Regions from separate parts of the Sus scrofa genome. Here region 2 is linked to region 1. Evidence: chromatin contacts called from public Hi-C data. All regions are on one chromosome and are shown on one strand. The core of a region is the stretch at or near the end of the contact, and the rest is flanking DNA. Distances in the headings are between cores, read along the strand shown. Region 1 overlaps LOC102159151 (a long non-coding RNA gene). Region 2 has its middle 66 kb from the start of MBL2.

What was found. Hi-C and Micro-C count contacts between places; a contact is called where the count stands out from the background.
Region 2: a Hi-C map of liver shows a contact between it and region 1, with 4 times the contacts expected there. The contact joins two enhancer-like sites. A contact is called at or near these places in 1 of 5 promoter capture datasets (liver) and 6 of 47 Hi-C or Micro-C datasets (embryonic fibroblasts, fetal heart ventricle, fetal liver and 2 more).

Annotation. Positions count from the first base shown.
Region 1 is chr14:96,451,237-96,456,615 of Sscrofa11.1, forward strand. LOC102159151 (a long non-coding RNA gene) reads right to left here. Exons shown (of 5, transcript XR_002338569.1): 4 at 910-975; 5 at 1-537. Among named protein-coding and RNA genes, the nearest start is that of MBL2, 650 kb to the right of the region's middle. Within about 2 kb of position 2,370, at least 1 of the 83 cell types and tissues checked has an H3K27ac peak or open chromatin away from gene starts, as enhancers often do. A contact at or near this core is called in liver, where this site is marked.
Region 2 is chr14:97,035,716-97,040,850 of Sscrofa11.1, forward strand. No RefSeq gene overlaps it. Among named protein-coding and RNA genes, the nearest start is that of MBL2, 66 kb to the right of the region's middle. Within about 2 kb of position 3,231, at least 24 of the 83 cell types and tissues checked have an H3K27ac peak or open chromatin away from gene starts, as enhancers often do. A contact at or near this core is called in liver, where this site is marked.

The DNA.
Region 1 (5,379 bases), core at 1,120-3,619:
TTATATTTAGGGGATGTTTTCTTAAGGTTGGAAGGCATAGGTATTATGAAGTATTTGCTTAAGCAATTGGTATTATTTTTCTATAATTTTTAAAGCTTTTTTCCCCCGAGAGCCCAAGTTAGAAGAATGTCAAAAAGATTATGCTGTAATCTCATCACTGAAATATTTTTACTTCTTGATTTTTATTTCATTAGCCTATCAGCAATGAGAATGCCAGTCTTAACTGATATTTTAAGTTGTACAGCAAAATGGGGCATCTGCTTGGTAGCCAGCATAAAGATGGTTAAAATCAAAAGCTTAAGACCCATCTGTGACAAACCAAGTATTCTTTCTACATCAAATATAACTGTGCCTTTTGTATAGGCAGTTTGTGGGAAGACAATCATAATTTTGTTTTAGCAATTATCCATAATAATTTTAAAGTTAATTTCAACTAAGTACTTACAGTGTGCCAAGAATCATGTCATTAAATCACATATAATTTCATATACTTCTTAGAACAATCCATGGGGTAGATTATACCTATACATACTGTACCTAAACATATTTAACAGAGAAAAAAAAAAGCCATAAGCTCCAAAGTTACTATGTGATTTGCCAAAAAATCATATAAATATAAATTGGCAGATAAAGAATCAGAGCAAGGATTTGTATTCCAATAGCCAAGTCTTTCAGGAAATCCCAAACAGGATAAATGTCTCTGTTAGCTTGCTCATTAGATGTCAGACATGGTAAGTATTCCAAAAGATGACATTATGTATTATTTTCATTTCAGATTCAATTCACTTGAATGACTTCCCTTCCTGAACTGAATAGAGATGCTTCAGATGCAAAAATAACCTAGTGAAGTTTATTTCCATAAGTCACAAGAGGAAATGAATTTGTTTTAATATTCAAGGTGGTACTTACAGCAATCTGTAAAATCTAGCATCAGTTTGAAGGCATTTTCCAGTTATATCTTATGGTAAATATAGTCTGAAATGCAAAAAAAAAAAAGTATTTCATTTAGGTACAAGATCATTTCACACAATTATTCATATTTATTTTTAAGAAAACAAATTTTTCTCATAGCATGTCTTAAAATTGTTCACTAAAAAACAGATTTTTATAAAATATGATTATTCAGATACAATGCTGTACAATGTGCATGATGAAAGATACATTGCTGATGTATGATAAATTTTATTAAAACAGTTTATAAGCAAGGGTATTTCCAAAAGCACAGGATTCTAATGAGCCCCATAGTTATTCCTTTGGTGTCAAGTCTGGACATATACGTAAGAGTACTCTAGCGAGGGAAATTCACTCCCACACTGCTTTATGTATTTATCATCTGAATACAGGGACAGCCAGTTTTCTATATAACTAAAATAGTTCCTATCCTAGGAAGTACCACTGCAGAGACTTCATTGTCCAACCAGAAAGTTTCACAAAAATTTTAGTCATGAAATTTTAGAGGGAGAAACCCTCTCTGCCTCCTCTGTCTTTTGGCTTAGTATGGCAAAACTGGCTCATGTTAACTGCTCCAGAAAAGAGGGAATGGTCATAAGGTTGTTTCTCTTACTGTAAAGGTAATTCTTTACAAAATGTGTTCTTTAAATAGTAAGTTATTTAAGTTATCTTACAATAATATCATATTTTTTTCTTAATTTTGGCTTATACATAGAATTCTAAGAAGACATTCAGTAAAGAACTGATCGGGAGTTCAAGTTATGGCTCAGCAGAAATGAATCTGACTAGTATCCATGAGGATGCAGTTTCTACCCCTGGCCTTGCTCAGTGGGTTAAGTATCTGGCATTGCCATGAGCTGTGGTATAGGTCACAGACATGGCTTAGATCTGGCATTGCTGTGATTGTGGCACAGGCCAGTGGCTACAGCTCCGATTCAACCCCAACCTAGGAACCTCCCATGTGCCATGGGTACAGCCCTAAAAAGACAAAAACAAACAAACAAACAAAAAATCAGATTGAAACTTCAGTGGAAAAACAAACAAGAGAGCACATGGGCACATTACGTGAGGACAGACTACAAATAATTCAATATATGGTTAATCATTATTAACATTTGCTGAGTCTGCAATTCATGGATGTGGTGGCACTAAACTTCATTCTATAAAAGATATCCTCAGTAACAGCAGGTCTCTGTGTGATAGGTTCTGAGGAAAAAGCTATATAAACCTAAACCAGAAGGAGACATATAATCTGATAGGAAAATATTAGACATACATTAAAGTTAGAAATATTTACAAGAAAGTGACTTGGAACCTAGGAACTGGAATTAATTGAATTGATGGAATTACTCATGTCTAGTGATTGATATTAGCTAGCATTGCTAGACCTAAGCTGGGGCTTTGGCTGAAACATTTATTTGTGGGCTTTCCTCATGACCTAGGCTTCTTAAGAGCATAGAGTACCTCAGGACTGTTGGATTACTAACATGAGGGCTGCATGTTTCAAGTATTCTAATGAAATAGATGGAAGTACTGGCTTGTCTTCATGACCTATCAAGCCTAAGTTTCCAAAGAGGAAACACACAAGAGTATTCCAACAAACAAGTGATAAATTCAATCACTTTTTCTGATCTAGCCTCAGAAGTCAACCAGAATCAAGTCTGTCACAGTCTTTTCGATATAAGCAAAACAAAAAGAGAGTACATGGACCATATCTGTCAATGAAAGAAGTATCAAAGAATTTAAAGACAAGTTTAAACACTGCCAAAAAAAGAAAAAGCCAGAAACAAAGTCTCTACAGCTTTTTGATGATCTAACAGTACTTTCATTTTGGTGATCTAATAGTACTTTTTCATTCACCTCTGATGAAAGAAACAAACAAAAATCTCAGCATGAACAAAGAACAAATTGTGTACTCTGCTACAGTATATCATACAATGCCCAACATATAATAAAAATAACTACACATTTAAGTAAACAAAAAAGTGAACCAGAGTTGAGAGAGAGAAAACCCAGAAAACCTTTTTGAAATTAGCATAAATTAACTACAAAAAAATAACTATTTAAAATATGTTTAAGAACCTATAGGAAAAGACAGACATAATGAATGAATATATAAGGATTAGGAAGCAAATCGAAACTCTGGAAGATAAATGAAAAAGAGAAAACTAGACTTAAAAATATAATAATGTTATAAAAATCCATTTTTGATCTAAAAAGCAAATTATACTACACAGACTAGTCAACTTTAAGGCACTGCAACAGAAAATATTCAGACTGAAGCACACAGAGAACAAAGATTTTAAAAAATGAAAAGTATTATATGGTCTACCATAAATGAACTTAGTGTTAGTGTTCAGAAGATGAGGAAAGAAAGAATTAATCAAGAAATAAAATATATATATATATATATATATCCACTCGTGGCATATGGAAGTTCCTGGGTCAGGGACTGAATCTGAGCCACAGCTGTAACATAACGCATCAGCTCTAGCAGTGCTAGATCCTTTAACCCACTGTGCCAGTCCAGGGATGGAACCCACATCTCTGCATCAACCCAAGCCATTGCTGTCAGATTTTTAAACCACTGTGCCTTTGAGGAGACTCCTGAAGAAATTTTAAAACACAACTGTCATCAATTTTACAAATTTGATTTAAAATATCAGCTTATTCAAGTACTATAGTGAAATCCAAATAGAATAATAATAATAAAAAATAGCCATTTTAGAGTCAAATAGCTGAAAACCAAAGACAAAGACAGTATTTTAAAAGCATTCATGGAGAAAAAAAGTAAATTGTAAGAACGATAGCTGATTTTCATCAGAAGCAATGGAGACCTATGATTGAAGAGACTTTTTCAATTCCCATCACTTTCATTCATTAGGATAAATTACTCATATAGTCCTTTTTTAATTCTAATACTTTGGGAACAGATAACCTAGATCTCTCTTAATGTTATAATTTGCAAAAGAGCAGTAATCTAGGAGCCCTTAAAGAAGTTACCTAAATATCATCTCTATTCCTACATTATTTTCTCTTTCTTACTGCCCTGAATAATTTATTATAACAATCAGAAACTGTGTTGAACCTAAACCCTGGAGATATCAGGTAAAATTGCAAATATGAAAATACACATTATCTGGAAGGATGGATAAGACTCTCATGGTAGTTGAGTTTTTTCAGGAGTGCATTATGATTAATTGGTTTATATCAGTTAATTGTTGATAGGAAAGTTACAGAGCACCTGACGGTATTGGATGACATTCACAAAAGGATGAATTCAATAGATGTGGTTTACAGTGTTCTCAAAAGCTCCAGAGAGGGAGCATGGTGCATTGACAGAGATAGGCAAGGAGGATGGATGCCAAGATACCTGAGGGAATTATAGCAATGGCAGTGGAGAATATGCAGAGGACCACTGTTTTTCATCCTCAAATGTCACTTGATTGCTGCCAAAACTACCCTTTAGATATCACAATTCAACCTACGGACGTTTAACTTTAAAACAAAACAAGATATGTGTCCTCTTAGAGATCTAGCAATTTTTTCAGGCAAGGAAGGTGACAAATGAATTAAAGCATTTCAAAATGACAAGAAATCACACACAGGTACAGAAATGTCCTTTATTAAAGCAATTTTCTTGTTCCTTTTCCTTTCCCTTTTCCTCACCTACTCTTTAAATAACATCAGTTCAGGAAATAAAGGCTGGCATAGAGAAGGACTGGAAAGAGAAGAAAAAAGGTAGGGTGTCTGATGAGACAGAGGGTTTCAAATAACACTTCCTGAAGCATTTGTCCCACTGCAACGACAATTCTGTGAATTCTAAATCGGTTTCTGGTCACTCACAAACATTTTACTAAGCTCTCTGAATGTTATTTAACTAGTCAAAAATACAAAATATTTTCAGAAAAGGCATGTCCACAGAAGGCAGACACATATATGCACATTACTCCTTCATTCAGCTAGAGACCAGAAGGGGGTCATGCTTCTGTTGCTGTCACTGTCAGAGCTCTTACTAGCTGTGGAAATAGCTCTTGTTTCTTCAAGTCTTTTTTTTTTTTTTTTTTACTTAAAACCTGCATTATTATTCAGGAAGATCTTACATAAACAACAGCGTTCTTTCATTTAATAGGATAATTTACATATAACGGGATTCCTGATATTTTCAATATCATGCTCAGTATCAGCAAGGCCAGAGTTTCATCTAAAAGAAAGGAATATATGCTATAGTGAACGTGAATACTATTTCTGCCTCTAGCTTTATAGTCAAAAACTCTGCAGTCTACCTTTCAGCTCTGATTTAATACTCTTTTACCTGGGTAGCACTCACACTGAGTTGGTTTCCAAAGGCATGATCACAGCTCCATTTTCCCTACAGGTGCTATCTGTAGATCTTAAAATCATCCAGAGGGTAAATAACAAAAATTT
Region 2 (5,135 bases), core at 1,981-4,480, 590 kb after region 1:
CTATCTGAATTAGAACAGAGGATTTGGTATGTAACAAGCAACAGACAACCTCCTTCTATCACCTCCAGACAGGTCACTATGATTTAAAGAAGATTCAGTAGCTATTTGATTAGCAGATTTCCCTTTCTTGGCAATGGCAGACACAATAAACATGTCAAAACATTTTTCCCTCAATCCCAGCATAAATAACCTATAGAAGATGAGAAGCAATGGACAAGTTAAATGTATTCAAGTGTTGTTTATGATGATGGGCTACACTGCGAAAGGACATTAGTTCACAACAGTGCTAGAGAAAGTCACTGTCAATCATCAAGACAAGAATGTGAGATGAAATTTGTTAACCAAAATCTAGACTCTCAACTGATAAGGTATAAATATTTCAGGCATGTTCAGCCCTATACAGTGGTAGTGATGGCTACCACTTCAAAAATCAAAGACAGTGTAGGGTCAATTAGAAAGGCATATTTGAAAGAGATAGTTATCCTTTATGAGTCTACTGGGTTTTTGGTTTTTTGTTTGTTTTCTGCTTTTTAGGGCTACATGTGCAGCATATAGAAGTTCCCAGGTTAGGGGCTGAATTGGTCAGAGCTGCAGCTGCTGGCCACAGCCACAGCCACAGCAACACAGAATCCGAGCCGTGTCTGCAACCTACACCACAGCTCACAGCAACACGGGATCCTTAACCCACTGAGTGAGGTCAGGGATCAAACCCACAACCTCAAGGATACTAGTCAGGTTTGTTATTTTTGAGCCATGTGGGAACTCCTACTATGTTTTTAATATTTCAAAACCATCTCCCATATATTTTCTCATTTTATCTTCTCAATTACTCTGAGAGGTAGGCTCAGGACGTATTATTACTCTACTTGCAGATGTATAAAACAAAATTAGAGACTCAGTGATAGAGAAAACATTATAATGAACTTAAATGACTAGGAAGAAAAGTCATCATTAAGAGTGATGCACCTGACATGCAAAAAGAGAGAAACCATAACTAAAGTTTATTTATTATTCTCCCAATTCATTTGAGACTCTAGCACCTGACAAGCAAAAAGAGAGAAACCATAACTAAAGTTTATTTATTATTCTCCCAATTCATTTGAGACTCTAGCCAATGGTCACCTCAGTAAAAACACCTCCACTAAATGAGACCCAATTCCCATGTCCTTCCATATCCTTACTGTCCCTTCTTTTTCTTCATTGACCTTATTATAACCTTCTGATCTATGCCTTCATTAACAGTTTTCTATATTCCTCCTCAGAATATAAGTTGCAGGAGAACAGTGATGTCATTTGCGTTTTCTCCTGTCATATTACCCATATCTAGGGAAGAAATATAGGTTAGTAAATATTTGTGAGTGTATGAAATAATGATAAATGAATTAAAAGTCTCTCACATACTATTTTTTTTTTTTTTACAGATCATCTTACTTATTGGAACCGGATCTCTGAAATACCAACAGATCATGCTAGACATAAAAAGTCAGTGATGAATTGTTGAGATAATTCTGTGTATGTTTATACAGAAAGGACTGTATATATTAATAGATGTTGGCTAATGGGAGAAGACACAGTGAAGCATACGTTTGATATTGTTTAACATGGATCTCTTCCTGCGGAACTGTCCTGAAAATTAGGCCAAACTATCCCACTCTTTGACCACTAACTGAATGTTTTCAAGAGGAAGATAATGCTGACTGAATTTTATTTTAAACTATATTGAAACTATCTCTGGCTACAAAAAGTAGAGGCTCCAAAAAGGGATTAAACCCTAAACTTCTATATCTGTAAACCAAGAGACTATCTGTTGAAAGGCATCATGATACAGTGAGACAGGTATGGATTTGGAAACAAAGGATCTGCAAGAACCTAAGAATCCAATTTCCGGTCTCCACTTACTCCTAGCTGTGTGATCTTGGATCATTCACTTTACCTTCTTGAGCTTTCATCCTTCTTCTGGAAAAATGGCAGCTGAGGGTCTACTCACAGGGTGCTATAACTGCTCCATGAAATCTTATGTGTGAGGGTGGTGTGATTATAAAAATTGATTATAGCAATGAAACATGCTTATTCCCTTGTAATCGAAGAAGAGTAAATCAATTGACTTAATTTATGGCAAAAAGTTAAATAAATTTCATTGAAAAGGGAGAAGGAAAATAATTTGGAAGACTCTAAATCAAAAACCAAGCCATTTTTGAAACTTAACATCTTTTCCTTACATTAAAAAGAGCCAAATACCTGCACATTGTCAGCAAAAAATAGGATGGCTTTCAGGCAGATTCAAAGCCTCTCTCTCCTGGTGTCTGAGTTCAACTGTGGCCTCTCCTCAGCTCTTCTGAACCGAGGATTCTCCTCCTTACAAGCGTGTTTTAGAACAACACAGAAAGCATCTGTCCCGGGCTTCAGAAACGCTTGATTTTGAGGACGCTCCTTTGAAAGATACAAAGACAGACATTAAATTAACAGGAATGAGAAGAGGGGTTAGGAGCATGGTTTCTACCAAGTTAGCGGCTCTTTTCACGTCTTGTTGATAGTGTTCCCCCTATAGGTCTAAGATAGAACAACAATGTCCGCAAAGGCTTAAGTAAGAGAGATGAAGCTAAAGGCACACCTGGTTGAACACCGGAAAAGGGGTGCCCAGAGGCAGAGCTGGAGTCAAGGCTTGATGGGTGTCACCTTAGTAGTCACATAGGGCCCCTAAGTGACACCTGTTAAGACATTTGTTTTTAATGCTCTGCTGCCACCGCCTTGAAATTTTTACATTTTAAACAAGTGGCTCACAATTTCGTTTTCCTCTGGGTTGCCCAAACCATGCAGGGGGCACGACCCAGGGGAAATTCAGGGAGACTTCCGCCCTCCACAGGAAACACTGAAAGAGAAAAGAGCTGCGAAGAGGAGCTGTGGTGACTGTTTCCATCCCGGGACACAACCAATAGCGCCGCTCTGGTGTCTCCCGTCCTAAACGTGCGTGAATTCCTGCGGTCTCCCCGCCCCACCTGAAGAAGCCTCGCCAGGTGCAGGCCCGGGCGGGCTCGGCGGTTCTCTCGCGCCGGCCTCGGGAGACAAGCAGAGGGGCTGTCCTCTGGCGGGACGCGCTCTCTGCGCCGCCACTCCAGGTCCTCCTTTGGCTAGCAGCCGTCTAGAGCCGCTGGGGGCCCCGGGTCCCAACACGCCCTACCCCCGGGCCTCAGGAAGGTACCTCCTCAGGCTCGCAATTGCCCTCCGCTCTCTCCTTTCCACCACGCCACAGTGGACCCGCCCCCGCCCCCGTGGGCGCAGGCTCAGTTCCCCCTCGGCCCCGGGCCCGGAGCTGCCTCCCTAAACGCGCAGTCGCTATCAACAGCACACACCTGCTCACTTTGGCCGCCTTCTGACAAACCCTTAATTTCTGCGTTTGCAGAAGCTTGTCCTCAGAGAAAAGACGACATTTTGTAAAAAGTGACAAATTGGAATGAAACTTTTTAGGGACTTTTTTCCCCCAATGCCAATGCCTCTTGATCAGGCTACCCTGGGCTCTAAATCACAAGCCCCTCAAGGGAGTCCGGGTGGGTGGGGCTCCAGTGCTCTCCCCTCAGCACCCCGCCGGGATCGTCCAACCCCCTGGACGTGAATCCTGCTTATTCTCCGTTCTCAAACAGCAGACAATTCAAACTGTTTCTCAGAGAATCCAGCCCCTTCAGAACCTTTCCAATTTATTTCTTTTAAGCTACAATTTGTTCCTTTTTAAAAAATTCGAGTGAGAAGAAGAGGAAAGAAGGGAAAAGAGCAGAAAATTCCGTACATTTTAGCACAGGCTGCCTGAAAAGGTGTTCTGCTTGAAATGACTGCGCTATCCGCGCCTCAAGAAAATCAAAACCAGGACAGAAATTTGAGCGGCACCACAGCGCCATCTAGAGGGTAACTGGAGAAATGACCATCTCCTAATCCTTTTTCTACTGGGATTTGTTATCTGCAAAAACACACATTCAGAGTCACAAGACACAGTTGTACCTACTCTTCTCAAATCAGCTGGCCTAAACAGCCATAACTAAGAAAAATGGGAAATTTTCGGTGTTTTAGAATAGAATAATTAAATGGTGTAATCTGGCATATTAAAAGGATCTCTCAGCGTACTATGTGGAAAGTAGCCACAGGTGGAGAACGAAAAGCACTGGGAGAACAAGTGCAACAGTTTAAAAAGGTGAGGTGTGGCGTTTGCCAGTGAAATAGCTAGATGTGGGAGTACTTTGAAGGATTTTCTGAAGAATTGGATGGCACATGGAAAAAACGTGTCACGGATAACTCCAAACTTTTTTACCTGAACGACTAAAACAATTAAGTTGCCTCTTGCTAAGTCTGGCACGACCAGAGGAAATTCAATCTAAGAGCGTCCCATAACTACACACAAATAAAATCCCAAGTAGGTGAAATCTCATGTGAAGTAAGAGAAGAGAAGGTGACCAACCCCTCTTCCATGACTAAGAATGTGCACCTTCTTGTCAGATCTGAGCTGGAGAGAAGGAGAAACCTCAATGATAACAAATTCAAAGCAACTATGAGAATGAAGATGGTAATTATAACTCAGTAATTTGTATGCCCAATTATAGCCAGAAAAGATATGGGGAAGGTAAAGAAATATCCCAACAGAGAAGATTTAGGAGTGAGAGTGAAAGATAAAGTTATGCAGCCCTTGCCTCCCATGAGTCAGGCTTTTTCAATATTAATTATGTAAAAACTCAAGGATCATTAGCTTTTTTTTTTCTATATATTCCTTATTGTGTTTTACAATACCTTGTACATTTGAAGTCCCCTATATATTCATTTGTCCAAATACCTAATGAACAATCACCATGTGCCCAGACATTTAGGGAACAGAGATTAATAAGATATGGTTTCTGAACTGAAAGGCACATAAACCTAATGTATGATATCATCAGTAGCCAGTACACTCTTTGAGTGCCACCAAAATTTAGGGAAGATTGCCTGGAGAAGCTTGAAAGGGACCCAGGAAAAGAAATATTTGAGCTCCTCACCATATATGTTATCTTTAGTGTGTGTTTCTTTTGTTAATGAAAATATTTAAATTTAGAAGGGGCAGCAGTATCAGATTTGCAGTCCAGAAAAAGTCCTGTGAACAAGGGTAAGTTGCTCTCTGG